Linked DNA regions of Danio rerio: region 2 is linked to region 1. A link is a contact called in public HiChIP or PLAC-seq data. All regions are on one chromosome and are shown on one strand. Each heading gives the region's core, a stretch centred on a gene start, on an enhancer-like site or on the middle of the called end of the contact. The rest is flanking DNA. Distances are from core to core; before and after follow the strand shown. Region 1 holds the start of agrn (agrin). Region 2 holds the start of ptpn11b (protein tyrosine phosphatase non-receptor type 11b).

What was found. HiChIP or PLAC-seq counts read pairs in DNA pulled down with a chosen protein or histone mark.
Region 2: an H3K4me3 HiChIP or PLAC-seq map of embryo shows a contact between it and region 1, with 6 times the contacts expected there. The contact joins the promoter of ptpn11b here to the promoter of agrn in region 1. A contact is called at or near these places in 1 of 18 Hi-C or Micro-C datasets (embryo) and 1 of 4 datasets of contacts at active chromatin or transcription factors (embryo).

Annotation. Positions count from the first base shown.
Region 1 is chr23:26,424,070-26,427,796 of GRCz12tu, forward strand. It overlaps agrn (agrin), which reads left to right and starts at 1,404. Exons shown (of 36, transcript NM_001177452.1): 1 at 1,404-1,762; 2 at 3,175-3,436. The coding sequence starts at 1,562.
Region 2 is chr23:26,856,103-26,860,122 of GRCz12tu, forward strand. ptpn11b (protein tyrosine phosphatase non-receptor type 11b) reads left to right here and starts at 2,577. Exons shown (of 16, transcript NM_200454.1): 1 at 2,577-2,673. The coding sequence starts at 2,660.

The DNA.
Region 1 (3,727 bases), core at 154-2,653:
CAAACCAATATTACATTGTCATTTAGTGTAAACCATATATTTTTTTAGAAGTTAAACAACATACTTCACCTGGCCTAAACTTATTAAACAGTATTGATTGTTTAAATTTTATATTTAACATGTTAAATATGTTACATGCTTTATGCTTATGGCTGAGAATTATTATTAAACATTTTGGGGTATTTTGTGAATCTTGTTTTAAAAACTGTCTGGAAACCCCATTTCTTTTATTTTCCAAGTTTCTTACAGGTTTCTTTACATGAACTACAACCAAAACAATATGAATCTACATATTTGGTGATTATGATTCAAGTTCAGGCCCGTAGCCAGGCATGGTTCAGGTGGTTCCAAAGACCAACCCCCAACTGACAATGGTCCAGAATTTGTTTCAAACATGAGCTCATTTGTGTTATTTTGACTGTTGAGACATCCTATCAAATAACCTATCAAAGGCTTTAGGACCAAGCGAAATCTGACATAAAATTAAATTGTTAAATAGAGAAAATATTTTACAAGGAACTTTTATTCTAAATCTTGAACCTTATTCTTGAAAGAAAATGTTTCTTTTTCTCTCCAAATTTTAATGCTAATAATTAGGTGTTTATGTTGATGTAACTAATTCAGGGTTGTTGTTATCCATGAATTTTCAAATGTACTTTTTACAAGAGAGGGTAGAAAAATTGTCAAGCTTTACATCATTACTTTTAATTGTTTAATATTCAAATGGCCAAAGACGATGTAAAATGATAAATTATAAAATCAAAAACTTTATTATATTTATTTCATTTTTTCCCTATTGATATACAATGTAAAAATTGTATTTTTAAAATAAGTATGTTTTTTTTTCTTCATATTTCTTTATTCTAAAACTTTAGGGAATATTTTTAGTACATCAAAAAGTGTGATTATGATGACCATCCGACAAGTTAATCCAGCTAAAAATAGTGCTTAAAATGTCACTAAATGCAGTATTTAATTCTCATCATTAAATACAAAATTAAGTGAATGAAGTTTTAAAAACGTATAAACCCAAATTAACTCATAAACGATGCAAATCTTAGCAACAGCTTAAACTATGCTATAATGTCTGCATAACCATCACTAAATCATTGCTGTAGTATGAAGTTTTTTTTTCCATCTGCAACCATGTGCACCTTTTCATTTGTCCGAATTGGCGCAATCTCTCCAAGGGGTGGCGTTTCACACCCGCTTCTGTCTCTGGTGCTCCTGAAATCACCCCCTCCGCCGTTCTTATCAGCAATTCAGATTGCATGCAAATACCCTGTGAAAGGAGCGTCACTCTGAAAGGACAGCGAGTGTGCGCGCGCGAAGGGGGGGAGAGCAGAGGCATTCCTCACTCCTCACTCTATTCTTCTCCGTCCGCCGGCTGATGCTCGCGGTTCACTCTCAGCACAGATATGAGCGCAGACCGCACACAACTTTGAGGAACATCGAGAGCAGCGCGCGCTAGGATTACTATTTTCACTCAACTAACTGCAGAAGTCCTCCGGCGTTTGTATTGCGAGTTCCCAACTTTCCTTTTCATCCGTTCGGTTTGGCCATGGGCTCTGCGGACAGAAAAGCGGTTTATTGGCCCGTTTGGTCATTTGCTCTGGTTTTTGTGCTTTTGATTCAGCGTTGTCATGGAGGTTGTTCCGAAAAGGAGCTGGAGAAGAGAGAAGAAGAAGCGAATGTAGTTTTAACCGGGACTGTGGAGGAGATCTTGAACATGGATCCGGTGCACAACACTTATTCCTGCAAGGTAAGAATTCATGCTATTCTTCACATGCGCCAAAGTGAAAGTAAATAAAAAAGGTAACCCACCGTATCACAGCTTTAGGTTGTATTTTAATACCTGTTGTCACAGTGCAACAGTTTTGCAGTCCGTATCACCTGTTAGACACACAGACAAAAGCTACCAGTGCAGTATTTGAGTTGTCATATTCCGAAAGTCGATTATTATGTAAAATGCTGATTTTGAGGTTATAATGAATCATGGACATATTGTAGCTGCAACCACTCTTTTCACTATTAAACACTATTGAAATAAGAATAAAGGTGTGAGGAAAAACAAAAAGTCCCAAAATAACCTTTTAAGCTCTTCAAGTTATATTGTTTTCAAGAGAGTTTTAATAAAAAGGTTGCATGGATGTTAAAGGTTCTTCATGGAACCATTAATGTCTCTAAATATTCTTTATTCTTTAGGATGTAACTGTTGATAAATAACATGACTATGTGTTAAACTGCTCCCAACAAGATTTTCTTACTTGAGGACATTGGTTCTGCTCAGTTAATGAAAACTGTCAACCTGCACAGTCCTTCTTTGATCCACCTGTAATTTGATCTTTCATACATGAGGAACCCGAACCTCAGCCTTTGCAGTGACTTGATGTCCTTTCAGGCTCTATTAGTGCTTTGGCTTCAATTATCTTCAATTATCATGTAATCATGGGCTTATTTTGTTAGAAGTAACTGAATGCGGTTACTTATATCAAAGTCTTGCAGCAATTAATCACCAGGACATAAAAAGTGGGAAGAGTAATCTGAAATTGTGGCTATTCCCATTATTATTTCATTGTTTGGTGAACGGTTAACACTGAAAAGCATTTAAGAAAAGTCTTTTTAGACTAAAATCTGAGATCACTAGTTCAAAAATGTTATTTTTTACATTTGTAAAAAGCAAAAATTGTATCAAAAGCATGACCGTTTAAACAGACAGTTAAATAGACAATATTAAAAAAAATCCAGATTCTATGGATTTAATGACAGCCGCAACATAACCAAACATGTTCATCCTATGTCTTACCTTAATGTAATGTAAATGTGTTTTTTGCAGAGGTTTTCACAAGATATTGCAATATTGTATAGAAATTCAACTTAAGTTACCCACATAAATCTTTAGTAGACATTTATTTATTTATTTATTATCTTTTTTTCACAGCTAAAATACCATTTTGTGCATTAAGAGAGTTTCTATGGTTATTAAAGTGTATGAAACCATAGATGTCAACAAAGAACTTTTATTTTAAGCATTTAATAAGTGTACTGCAGAGATATGTCGCAGAGTCTTGTGCAGCCGGCAGTAGGTGGCCACTCTGGAATGTGCAAGAAAGTGACCTTGATCTGGTGAAATGGTGTTTTCTTAATCTCATGTTGTCTTCCCTGTGTCTGAAGGTCAGAGTATGGCGCTACCTGAAAGGCAAGACCATGGTAAATGGAGAAGTGCTGCTGGATGGAGGAAACAAAGTGATGATCGGTGGGTTTGGGGACCCCCATATTTGTGACAATCAAGTGGCCACCGGAGATACCCGCATTTTCTTTGTCAACTTGGCTCCTGAGTACATGTGGCCGAACCACAAGAACGAACTGATGCTCAACTCAAGCCTGATGAGGATTACTCTCCGCAACTTGGAGGAGGTAGAGCACTGCGTTGAAGGTAAAAAAAAATAATAGTAAAAATACACTCTCCTGACTCAGCATAAAGCTGCTGGCTGTGTAGAGATTTGAAAGTTAGAAAAGCTCCCATGGTAGTGACAGCGCTCTTGATTGCAAAAACAGGTGGTGTTTTCTCTTCTAACTGCATCTTCGTTCTACCTAATGATGCAAATCGTGTTTTGTGACATTAACCCTTTAGGTTACATTAATTCAGCTTTTTAAATCAATCTTTCTCTTGTCTTTGATTCTTTTTTTCAACTTCTGTTTCCTTTTTTAACTCCTCAGCTGTTCT
Region 2 (4,020 bases), core at 1,327-3,826, 430 kb after region 1:
GGTCAAAGGTCATTTAGCAACGGAGCTGGTCAGCAGCACTGGCTCTTTCTGCAGTGAATCATTTCCTTATAGGAATAGTTCACACTGACATAAAAATAGTTCCAAAGAAAGCAATGTGACTTGTTTTGTTCCTCAATGCACTCACTGTTTTAAAGTAATCGTTTCAGTGAAAAAAATTCAATGACTCAATATCTATAAATAATATAAATACATTTATTTATCTTGTGTAATTTAACTAGGCTGAACACTTGTTAGATTTTTTTTGTTAATTTTAGATTTCAGTTTCATTTTATTTCAGTGAATATATATATTGTATATTAAAGTTATATAACAGAAATTGTTGTTCATAATGTTTAGTATTACTACGAAAGTCATACTAAGTTATAATTATAAAAAGGGAAGATATACTGAATCCTAATGACAGAAATGTAAAAATCACAAAAGTCTCAAATCAACCCCAAAAATACAATAAGTTGTAATTAGTATATGCAGTCTTAAAAATTGTCAAATGTTTAAGATACTTAGTCATGAGAAAAAACATAAGATCGTTCATCCTCAATACTCAATGCAGAACTAATCAATACTGTACACTTGGCCCTGTTTTTATGGGGTTTTTTTTTAGGTTTCACATTTTTATAATAGATGTCATTCATTCATTTATTCTTTTTTTCAGCTTAGTCCCTTTATTAATCTGAAGTCACCACAGCAGAATGAACCGCCAACTTATCCAGCAAATGTTTTACGCAGCGAATGCCCTTCCTTCTGCAACCCAACACTGGGAAATTATAATAGATGTATTTTAATATATTATTTTATCATAATCTTGACTATATATATATATATTTATATATATATCATATATCCATGAATATTTTAGTGCAGTGATGTTTCCCAATAGGCCTTTATTTGGGTGAATTATAGAAAAACAGACACACTGTGTCCTAAAGTATAAAGTTACACATACACATTGTTTGCATTGGCTCTTATACAGCGCACAGAAAACACCTGCTCAGACTCTGTTCAGAAGGAGAAATCCATAGATAAAGCCTTGCGTTTCAGCAAATTGCATAACCGTGTCGGCCAGCAGATTAATCTCCCGCAGGCGGGTGACGTCATGCTAGCCTGACACTGATGCCACCTTCAAATCACCCCGACGCAAAACTGGGTGAGACCCAAATGGAAACTGCTGAAAAAACACACTGGGCTTTTCTCCCCTACTTAAAATAAGAGCATTGCAGCTTTATTAATAGATTATTAATAAACATCTCTGGAAATGAAATAGAGGTGATAACTACTGTACATGGAAAGAACTGCTAAAATAAGAGTGTGATGATGACTGGAGTGACAGAAGTGAATATATAGAATGTACATCACTTCATCACAACCCTCTCTGAGGTGCACTTTGGAAATTTAACCGTTTAACTGGCATTGCAACTGTTTGTCCAAAGATTAGCATTAAACTTTTTTTTTTTAAATCTAAATTTGCTTAGAGGGCTGTCAGGAACACAATTTAACCAAAGAAATTGGTGAAAATGTTCTCGTAGTTTTAAAAAGTCAGACAGTAAAGTGACAATCGATCCTAAACAATTATATAATATCAAATAAAAACAGTTTGGAATATTTTATGTTTTCATTATTTGTCTTCTTGGCAGATATTGGTCCTTGATAGGGTTTTATTAATACTAAAAATGCATATATAAGGCAATAATATAAATAAATAAATAAAGTACAAAATATATATTTAAAAGATTCATCAATATTATGCATTTCTTTCCTGGATTATCATTCTATATAATTAATACAAACTCTATATTATTACAAGTATAATGCTTTAAAAAAAGGCTCTACAGTGGTTCTTTGCCTTGTAATCATACAGTAGGAGACCCAATTTAGGTGATAAACTATAAAGAACTGTAATGGTTTTCTATTGGTTTTTTGGGGTGGTTAATGTATTGTAAAACAATAAATAACATTAGGTGGTTCCTTTATGATTACAAGCCAGAAAACAAACACTTTTAGTCATACACAGAAGTTTTACTACTCCAAAGAACCACTGGAGAAACATTATAGCTTCTTTAATCTAATTAAAATGTGTCCATTTAGCAGTATTGTTTTTTGTTTGTTTGTTTGTTTGTTTGTTTGTTTGCAGAATAATCTCTTATAGCCTATATGATTTAAATACACATAGTATTTAGGTGTATGATATGACTTTAGGCCTGCAGCTCATTTGTAATTATAAACAAACTGGATTGCAAATCCCATCATCCCATTCTGAGGAGTAGAGCCAGTAAAAGGAATCACGGTGTCAACTGGTGGCTGCCTGCTGGCTTCATTCTCCAACTAATCCTGTCACAATGTCCCAAGAACGAGCACGAGCTTTATAATACCTGACTTTTTGGAGATGTCTGGATGAAGTTTTTCCAGTGTGCTGTCAGCAGTGTGAATCGGAGAGCGGGAGGCGGAGGGAGAGAGCGCGAGTCCGGCGCTGTGAGTCTGTGTGTGACGCCCCTCGATCGCGCTCCGCTCCGCTGCAGTGACTCGGCGAAGGAGGACCGTTTTATTACACTTTCCCCTCCAGTCCTAGCGGTGCTCACACACACACAAACACGCACGCACACACACGCACGCACACACACATCTGACAGCTCTCAGGACGGCCATGACGTCTCGAAGGTAAGCCGAAGGCTACATTAATAAGTGCAGGAGCGGGTAGTGATGGTGACTGTAACTGTATGAATGAATCGAGCACGACACGCAGCTCAGTCTGTAGGACTCGGTTTCTGATCCTCTCGATCTGGCCCAATATATGTAACGTTACAGTATGTGTGTTCGCTTTTGTGCAGTGTTTATAAATATCGTGTAGTCTATCTTTCCGTTTATTTCGGTTGTTTACAAACGCTTTCGCTACCGGATATCGAATATGAATATCAGCAGCGCAAAGTCACTGTAACAGTGTGTCTTGCATGCAGTTTAAACTGTGCTTAATTAGTTTACTGTGCCAGTTTATTCGGAGACTTATGGTAACGACATCCTAATGTAACTGTACATCGTGTGCTGAAATAACAGTTTTAAAACACTTTAAAGCTAGATGAAATAGATTTGAGGAAAATAATGATATTAATAAAAATAGCCTTGTTGAAAGTTATAAGCATCGCTTAAAATATCTTTAGACAGAATTATGAATATTTTTTCTAATTTAAAATATTTACAGTGGGTGATCTTGTAAAATTTCTAATTTGTAGCAATGTGTTTCTGGGTTGGGACCATTTCATACACAATAGCTACATTTGATTGGACAGCAATGACCTATTTCAAAAATAAGAGTCTCCATGTAAAGCTGCTCATCTCAAACACAAAACGTCTCTTTACGTTAAACAACGTATTTCAAACAGGGAGAGTATGAATATTTAGCCAGGTAAGCCTTGAGGAATTTTGTAACTGGTTGCATGTTGCTAAACCTCTCGGTTTTAAATTTAGCCAGGCTTTAAACTTTAGTGTGTGTCTAACTTAACTGAAGTTTGCACATTCTTCTGTGACAACTTGTGACATGGTCCTTATATTTTCACTTTGAATATTTGGTCTAAAATCACATGTAAATTTGACTTCAAAACAACATTAGCTATACCTTGATAGACATTGGCTGCTAATATGATTTCATAATTAGAATTTGCAAATAATTCCTCTCTAAAATTATATTATTTAGGAGAAAGTCTGAATGTGTGTATATAAAACCAACTTTACACCAATCTTAAAGTGATAGTTCACCAGCAAATGAAAATGTAGGCCTACAATTTCCTCACACTCACGTGGTCCAAATCTTTAGTTTCTTTATTCTGTTGAAGATATTTTGAAGCAAGCAATTGTAACCATTGATGTTGTACTCTATGTTATTTGTTTTTTCTACTATGGAGGACAACAATAGTTTTCTTCAAAATATCTTATTTTGTGGCTTAGAACAGACTTAGAACAAGTGAAGCTGTTCATTTAAAGCACCGTGAGTCAAGTGCAGTGATCTGATTT